Regions from separate parts of the Mus musculus genome. Here all the other regions are linked to region 1. The links are chromatin contacts, called in public HiChIP or PLAC-seq and promoter capture Hi-C maps. All regions are on one chromosome and are shown on one strand. The core of a region is the stretch at or near the end of the contact, and the rest is flanking DNA. Distances in the headings are between cores, read along the strand shown.

The links. HiChIP or PLAC-seq counts read pairs in DNA pulled down with a chosen protein or histone mark. Capture Hi-C pulls out chosen DNA fragments and counts their contacts.
Region 2: a contact with region 1 is called in an HNF4G HiChIP or PLAC-seq map of pancreatic cancer cells. The contact joins the enhancer-like site here to the promoter of Mindy4 in region 1. A contact is called at or near these places in 2 of 484 Hi-C or Micro-C datasets (the G1E-ER4 cell line and embryonic stem cells), 2 of 115 datasets of contacts at active chromatin or transcription factors (embryonic stem cells and pancreatic cancer cells) and 2 of 9 other capture datasets (adipose tissue and pancreatic islet).
Region 3: a promoter capture Hi-C map of adipose tissue shows a contact between it and region 1. The contact joins the promoter of Ghrhr here to the promoter of Mindy4 in region 1. A contact is called at or near these places in 14 of 39 promoter capture datasets (the 3T3-L1 cell line, 3T3-L1-derived adipocytes, the C10 cell line and 10 more), 1 of 484 Hi-C or Micro-C datasets (bone marrow-derived macrophages), 2 of 115 datasets of contacts at active chromatin or transcription factors (embryonic stem cells and pancreatic cancer cells) and 2 of 9 other capture datasets (adipose tissue and liver).

Annotation. Positions count from the first base shown.
Region 1 is chr6:55,202,070-55,204,750 of GRCm38.p6, reverse strand. It overlaps Mindy4 (MINDY lysine 48 deubiquitinase 4), which reads right to left and starts at 1,368. Exons shown (of 18, transcript NM_001142781.1): 1 at 1,182-1,368. The coding sequence starts at 1,244.
Region 2 is chr6:54,955,225-54,957,905 of GRCm38.p6, reverse strand. All of the region lies in intron 1 of Nod1 (nucleotide-binding oligomerization domain containing 1), which reads left to right. Among named protein-coding and RNA genes, the nearest start is that of Nod1, 16 kb to the left of the region's middle. Within about 2 kb of position 1,350, at least 136 of the 459 cell types and tissues checked have an H3K27ac peak or open chromatin away from gene starts, as enhancers often do. A contact at or near this core is called in adipose tissue and pancreatic cancer cells, where this site is marked.
Region 3 is chr6:55,374,954-55,377,634 of GRCm38.p6, reverse strand. Ghrhr (growth hormone releasing hormone receptor) reads right to left here and starts at 1,340. Exons shown (of 13, transcript NM_001003685.3): 1 at 1,194-1,340. The coding sequence starts at 1,250.

The DNA of each region.
Region 1 (2,681 bases), core at 119-2,618:
TCTGATATGAAAAGGAATACTGTAAGTATACTTATCTTCCAGGATGGTTAGGGACATTTGAGAAGATCAATCACCATCTAGGAGGTACACACAGGGTGGCAAAGGCCTGTGGTGATCACAAGGTCTCTGTCCCAGAGCAGAAGCAGTGACGAAAGTAATTACAACTGTGCATGCTGGTATGCCCCCGTACTTCCGAATACAGGAGTCAGAGGCAGGAGAATCGAGAGTGTAAAGACAGTCTGGGCTACACAGAGAGTTTAAAGAGAACCTAGGCGCTGCCTGGGCATCACTAGTGCTCACTCATCAGACATGAGTGGACTGTAAAAGTTCCCGTTAGAGAGAAGATGAGGTAGTAACGTCAAACTTACATTTCAAACTAATAGCACATACCTAAACTTCCACCATCTGACCTCAAATCCTTTTCCTTTGTTCCATGCAAACACACACACACACACACACACACACACACACACACACACACACACACTCACACATACGCACGCACACACGCATGCATGTTTCAATCTCAAATTAGTGCCCCTTGGGCCAGCTCAATATGACATCATGTGGAAGCACAGATCCCTAGTGTATAGTCCTCAGCCCCTTTGTGTAAACTACAAGCCAGTGTGGGACTCCTGGAGTCTAGGAAGTGCCTTCCTCTCCTAGACCCCCATGGGGGACTCAAGAGCCTCCCTAACTTGTAAACACTTTGAAAACTCTTCTGGCAGTAAGAGAATTTACATAATTCCCCCCACAAAAGCTCATTCAGCAGCTAGAATTTCCATCATTGATTAAAATGATCAAAAGGACTGCCTGTCCAGAACTTTCCTTTAGAAAGTTCTTTTCTACAGACATGTCCTGTGCTCCTGGCTGGGAGAACTTGCTCCGCCCTGGACACCCTTGCCAATCTGGCACTGCTGTGACAGAGGGGACCAGGGGAGGGCAGCCAAGCAAGCGCAGGCCTGGCTTTGTGGACGTGCCCTTGCATTAGGGAGGGCTGGCTTCTGGGAAATGTAGTTTCCTTGTCCCGAGAAAGGGGCGCTCTTGGGGAAATCTCTGAGGCGAACAGAAGGCATGGAATGCTCCCCCCACCCTCGAAGGTGCAAAGATGCTAATGGAAACCACTGGTTGCCCCCCAACTTAAGAAGATACTAGTGGGTTTCGGAGTGTCCAGACATTACCTTTCTGCTAAGAAACTCCCTGACCAGGGAGGCGGCCACCTCCTCCACGTACAGACTGTCCATGCTGCTAGCGCTGCCCACGAGGCCACGCGGCCGCCTGCAGCCCCAGGCCCCTTAATCCGTTGGGCCCAGTAAAGCGGCGTTGCCGTGGCGACGGTGGCATCCGCGCCAGGAAGAACTCCTCCCCTTCCTGGGAAACAAGCGTTCTAGGAGGGCGGGAGAGAAGGGAGGGAGGAGCATCCTCCAAGCCGCTACTCTCTGCCAGTTGCTGTGCCAGCAGCTGAAGGCGGGACTTAGCCTATGAGTTCTGGGCGCCGAGTTGACTGACTCTGGTTTTTTGTGGTGGATGTCACTGGCCTAATCAAAGGTTCTATTTCTCCATACACAAAATGGGAAACACGCCCTACCCTGTGGTTCTTAAAGTCTGAACTGGCAGGGAAGCAGGGCCCTGACAGTCCACCCTCAGGATTGCAGTTACCTCCCGGGTTCACTTGAGACACAGACTTCAGTGTTCTGGCCTCTGTTATGGCAAGGGCGCTTAGACTCCAATTTCTGGCATCTAGAAACTGGAAGGATGGGAAACTGCCGAAGCCCAGGTCTTTGCCAGTCCCTTGGGTAGCACCTCAACTTTCTCCAGGACTGTACTTTGCCTGTTGCGTTGGTTTGCTGGGGCTGCTATAATAAAACGCCGCAGACTGTGGCTTCAACAACAAAGTTACTACCTTGCAATCCTGTATGTAGCCTGCAAGCTGGTGAACAGGTGGCACCAGGGCTTTTATGGCTCGAGTTCCCTCCCGTTGACATCTTCTTTCTGTGTCTTTACAGAGCCTCCCTCTAAATGTATCTGTGTGCTATTATTCATCTCTTCTTAGAACACTGAACACAGTTAAGTGTTCACCATAACAACCTCCTTTAATGTTACTGTACCTCCAGATAAGTCACATTCTAGATGCTACAAGGCATTAGGACCTCAACTTAGGAACGTTATGCTCTCAACTCAGCACATATCACCCACACTCCTACATACAAATTATTTTCTCTAAACTAATGTTTCTTATTTTTTTCTTAAAATTGTTTCCAGGCAGTGATACTCACAAAATCTTAGGTTTGTATGATTATTCAATTCTGAGAAACCTTAAAACATTTATAAAATTAGAAAGGTATGTTGTATGTAAGATTGTCTCACAGCCAACGGCACATGCACTGTGTCTGGAGACTTCATGGTCCGCTTTGGTGTCCTGAGGATGTCATTGTATTAGGACAGTTATAATTTCCAGGCATCCTCACCGTCTAACCCTCCAAGGAGGTCTCTGCAAACTCACCTTAGCTGCATGTGGGTAAAGTGAAGATAGCAATCAGGAACCTTGCCAGGGGACCTGCTATTTCAGATGTAAGGACACACTAGTAAATGTGTTATCATTTAAAGCGCAAGGCAGACTTTCTTACATAGACATAAGTAAGACAAGAGCTTGCATGTCAAAAACCGGTAATTGCTTGTCT
Region 2 (2,681 bases), core at 101-2,600, 250 kb after region 1:
GCATCTGCTATGCTGTTACAGAATAGTTTTCTGGGAAAGGCTCGTCTCAATCTGTAATCTCGTCCTCTGGTATTGCAACAGCAACTTGGAGAAAGCTGGGGCGATTTATTTGGAAAAATACAGAGTTTCAAAAGAATGAATGAAGGTTCCCAACAGCAGGGCGTGTCAGGAAAGGGCAGAGTCATAAGGCCACTGGGGCTGATGGGGAATGACTTCTTTGAGTGTTCTCTTCTTGATTCAACCCAAAAAAGTAGATTGCTACTTTTAAATGGCAATCCGTAAGTTACTGCTGTATAATATAAAGCAGTGCTTTTCAGCTAGGCATGGTGGTGCATGCTTTTATCCCTGACGTATGGGAGACCCAGGCAGAAGGATCTTGAGAGCTCGAGGCCACAATGCAGTACACAGTAAGGCTCTCTCTTAACATGAAACTAAAACAAACATAATGCTCATAGAACATTTCAGATTTGAAAAATATAGGTTGATGACACTTGGCAAATATGCATGTGTGTGTGTGTGTGTGTGTGTGTGTGTGTGTGTGTGTGTGTTTATATATATGCTCTTCCCTCAGTGTCTGCAGGGATCAGTGTCAGGATACTCCAAGGAAAACAAAATCCACCAGTGCTCAAATCCCTGATACAAGACAGAGTGATTATCTTCATATACCTACACATACCATCCTGAAAATTTAAATCATCTTTAGATTTTTATGACACCTAATGCATTGTAAGTGCTATAAAAGTGGTTATAGCATTCGATTCAAGAAACAATGACAAGGAAAAATCTACAAATTCTTCCATGTTTAGTGAGGTGCGATATTTTTCTGAATATTCTTGATCCATGGTTGGTTGAATCTGAGAATGTGGAATTCACAAATGTATACACACTATACACACACACACTACACACTACACACTACACACTACACACTACACACACACACACACACACACACACACACTACACACACACACTACACATACACTACACACACACACACACATACATAGAGCTCTCACTCAAGATATTTCTATGTCCCCAGGAGTTTGCATGGCTGTTGTTTTGCAACCCGTGTCTCCCAGCTACCATCTCTCGGCTTCTACACAGAGCCATACAGTGTATTCTGTTTTATTGAGTCTGACTTTCCTCAGCCTTGAATCTGACAGCAGTGATGTATTTTATTGCACTCACATGTGCCTGGTGCTGAGTTATGTGTCTGTAGACACTGCTCTGACTCAGTCATTCAATTCCTCTGGGAACTGCCAACTCCTTTCTCACTGTCAACAGCAGGGGCCTTGTTGGAATGAAACAAAACCAAAACCCTGTCAGAACTTCTGATTCTCCTCACAGGGCAGATTTCTTAGAAAGGGAAGTTGCTAAAGACACTTCTCAAGGCTGTTGATGCCTAGTGTTGAGCAGTATCAGCTCACCACAAGGAAAGGGAGAAAAATAAAAGCAAACCCTGAGCCCTTGGCTCATTTTTGTCTGTGGACTCTCAACAGCTTTGTTAAGACATCAGATGAGGCCACAAGTCCAGAGTGCTTGAGAGCAATCTTTCCACTCCATCAGCTAAAACTAGTGCCATTCAATATGTCACACATATGTCCTCTGATAGATCTCAAAGCCCTCAAAGTTAGATGTTACTAAGATAAAACCTGGTCCTATAAAATGTCCTTGGAAAGCTCCCTCAGTTTGTGAGAGTGACACCATAACACCTGCTCTCAGTTGACTTCAAACCTACCAACAGTGGAGGTCACACAGCAGAAAACCTCTTCTAGCTTCCCCCTAACTGTGGGTAACACCTCTCATGTGTGAATTCTGACAGTAACATTGCCTAATTACTTTGCACCATTGACTCTTAACTTGGAGTGCAAAGTCTAGAAAAAGAGAACACTCTTTATAGCACACCTTAACAGGACCTCTCATGTACCTCTGGCAAGAATTTAGGAATGTGATGGGGAAAGCCATTGTACTGACAGTGATACCCAGTGGTGGGATGTTATGGTCCTAGCATTGTAGACATTGGACCAAGCAAGGTGTTATATACAAGACTAGAAAACTGCTTCATTAAAACTGTAGCTTCTGGGCAGAAGGAACTGACAGGGAACTAAGTTGCAATCAGGCTATGTACTGACAAAGGGCAGTAGGTTTCTATTTCAAGAGTACAGAGTTGCAAAATTGCATCTACCACCTGCATATTTTATCCTAATTTTTCTATTTCATGTCCCACCCTGCGTTCTGCTGCCCGAGGTCTCATTTTCAGGCCACATCCACGGCCTTAATTTGTTTCTTTGGTTGTTTCCTTGGGCTGTCTGGACAGGATCTCCCTTCAACTCCCATCCTCAAGGCTCCATATATAGAGCTGGGAAAACCTCCCCCTACAGAGTGGCCTAGCTCTGTAAAGTCAACCTCTGCCATTCCTCCTGCCTCTTCTCCACCCTTTCCTCTCCCCCCCCCCTTCTCCAGCCCTCCCTTTCCCTTACTCCTCTGCTGTCCCTACTACTATCTACCCTCAGCTCCCTTGCCTTCCACTGGCACCCCAGGGCCCACCGTTTGGCAGGTTGTGACCTGGGAGACGCTTGGCTCTCTGTTTCTGGTGGCACCAGCTCATGCTTGGTCACTCTCTCTGAGGTGTCTCATGGCAGTTTGCTCTATCTCTGGCTTTGGTTTATTAGGCAATG
Region 3 (2,681 bases), core at 91-2,590, 170 kb before region 1:
AGATCTGATGTTTGCCTAAGGCTTGGAGTTTGACCTTTTCTTTAAAGAGCTCAAATTCCTAACAGCTCTCAAGATTTAACCAAATGCCCTTCCTTGCAAGATTCATATACATCTCGCTTTCTCTCTCTGTATCTTTCTGTCTCTCTGTCTCTGTCTCTCTCTGTCTCTGTCTCTCTCTGTCTCTCTCTGTCTCTCTCTGTCTCCCTCTGTCTCTCTCTGTCTCTCTCTCTGTCTCTGTCTCTGTCTCTCTCTCTGTCTCTGTCTCTCTCTCTGTCTCTGTCTCTCTCTGTCTCTCTCTCTCTCTCTCACACACACACACACACACACACACACACACTCGGGATTTTCCCTATCTACCCCAGCTATTGAATGACTCCTCTGGTGTAGGGTTCCCTCCCTGAAATGGAGCTTTTGAGATTCTGTGTACACAGAGGAGGACATGAGTCTTTTGTACCATATAGGGAACTTATAGAACTTACCTGTGTGACACTCACATGCCAGCTGCATGACACTCTCATGCCAGCCCTGGACAGGTGAGATCACTTATCATCCCCTCCCCGCGGCATGGTAGCCCTAGGTCCGCTGACCTATAATCCTCTGCATAGCTCAGACTGACATCAAACTCATGATAATCGTCTAGTGTCCACAAAGGCTGAGCCACCACATCTAGCCCAAGTCTCTCTTTTTTTACACAGAGGCAAACGAAAGCTCGTGTCACAGAGTTCACTTCACGGTCTGAAGATGCCAGCCTCTTGATTGAAGGACAGTGAGGTACTGGGACGGGTGGTCACCCCTGGCAAGGCAGTAGAAGAAGGTAGCCTCCGTTCCCGTATGCTCCCACCTAGTGACTTGTGACTCCTCCCCTCTTGGCCCTGGATGCTACTGACAGCAACCCAGAAATTCTGCTGGAAAGTTGGAGCACATTCAAGGAAGCCTCCTTTCTTGGCTTCCCCATGCCCCTATACACAGGCCAGGGAGCAGTAGCTGGTTTCTGAAGCTCCTCCAAGCCTGGCTCTATGAAAGGAAGAGTTCTCAAATATCACAGCTGGAAGAGCTGGCATTCACGACATCTTCAAGCCCCACATGGTCCTAACATTAGTCAGGGAAGGAAGGAGGGAGCCACCAGACTCAGGAGTTCCCCCACCACAGACTGCCACCACCCAAGAGAACAAAGGTCTGAGTTGGCTACTTACAACTCCGCACAGGCTCAGCAAGCAGAGGATACGGGTAGCCCACATCAGGCCATCCATGGCAATGGTGTCTGCAGTCAGCCTTCCCTCCCAGGCTGTCTCTGGTGATGCCACCTAGCTGCATCTCTGCTGCCTCACCTTCCCAGTAGCAACTGGTGTGGGCGGGGCCAACAGAAGGGACACCCAGCTGAATATTGAACGGGATGGAGGGACATTGTGTTACCGCCAGCCCTAAATGGGACTCCGTGTCCTCAGCAGGGGGTGGCTGAGCTCTGCTACACCACCTTGATGTCTGAGTATACCTATCCTGACAGTCAGAACCCAGAGAACACAGACAGGGCATAGAGAGGTGACAGCCACAGGAATCCTCCACTTAGTCAGGATGCTTTCCCTTTGTTTTTAGAGCCCAGTTCACCAATAGCCTTACTCAGAGAGGCCTCCTATACCTGCACCAGAAATACAGGACCTCAGAAAATAAGGTGCCCAGGGCTGCCCCAATGTTTTAAGGAGCCCCAGATTGGTTGATGCGCTTAAGTCTCTTTCACAGGGCTGGAGGGTGAGCTGAGAGGACCAACGAGAAGAGGGGCAAGTGACAGGGGAGCCTGGAAGATTTGAATGAGCCTTATGAAAAGTGACTTGAAGGACTGGGGTTGTGGCTCAGTGGTAACGCACTGGGTCAACATGTGTGTGGCTCCAGGTTCAAATCCCTGGCATCACAAAACAGTCAGTCAGTCAGTCAGTCACTAAACACAGTTTATGCCGCCCAAGAGTGTGCCGCATGGTTTACCTGACAAGGTGACAACTGCAGCATCAAAGCCCCCAGCTTCACATGGGGCTAGGCAGAGTTTCTGATAATCCCCTGTCCAGAGGGGAATCTGAGGCTAGTTGGAGGACTCTCAGAGGGATCCCAGGAGTTGGGACACTCAAGAGGGGCAGGGCATCTATGTTCCATTATCAAAGTGAAGAGACGCACTTTCATTATTTCTACTTTAAAATACAAGCTCTCAATTGGCCAGGCTACTGGCAATGTCCTAAACAAGACTATATCTTGCTCAGCACTTGGAACTTGAAAGTGAATGTCACCTTTGACAACCCTGAATGACGTGGGAGCTAAGGGGTCTTGATCACTGAACGGCCATATCCAGTTACAGGGCTGTCGGGATCTGTGCTTGGGGTGCCAGATGTGTTTCTACTGAACCTGTGTCATGAATGTGGAAAGCCTCCCACCACCACATCTGCATCTGGGGATCATTTGACATCAACGGGGCTTTATTTTTCCACCCTTAATCGTTGTCAACAAAATGCTGAAAATATTTTCTGCACATGTGGCCCAGCGTGGGTGGCACACAGCACACAGGGCTCCTCTCTTGCAGGCTGAGGAGACTCAGGCAAGAAGTAATCAATGACTACAGAGAAGACGTAACTAAAAAAGGACAGAGGCTACCACACCCAAAGAAGTGCATGATTGATCATGCTTGACAATTAGCATCT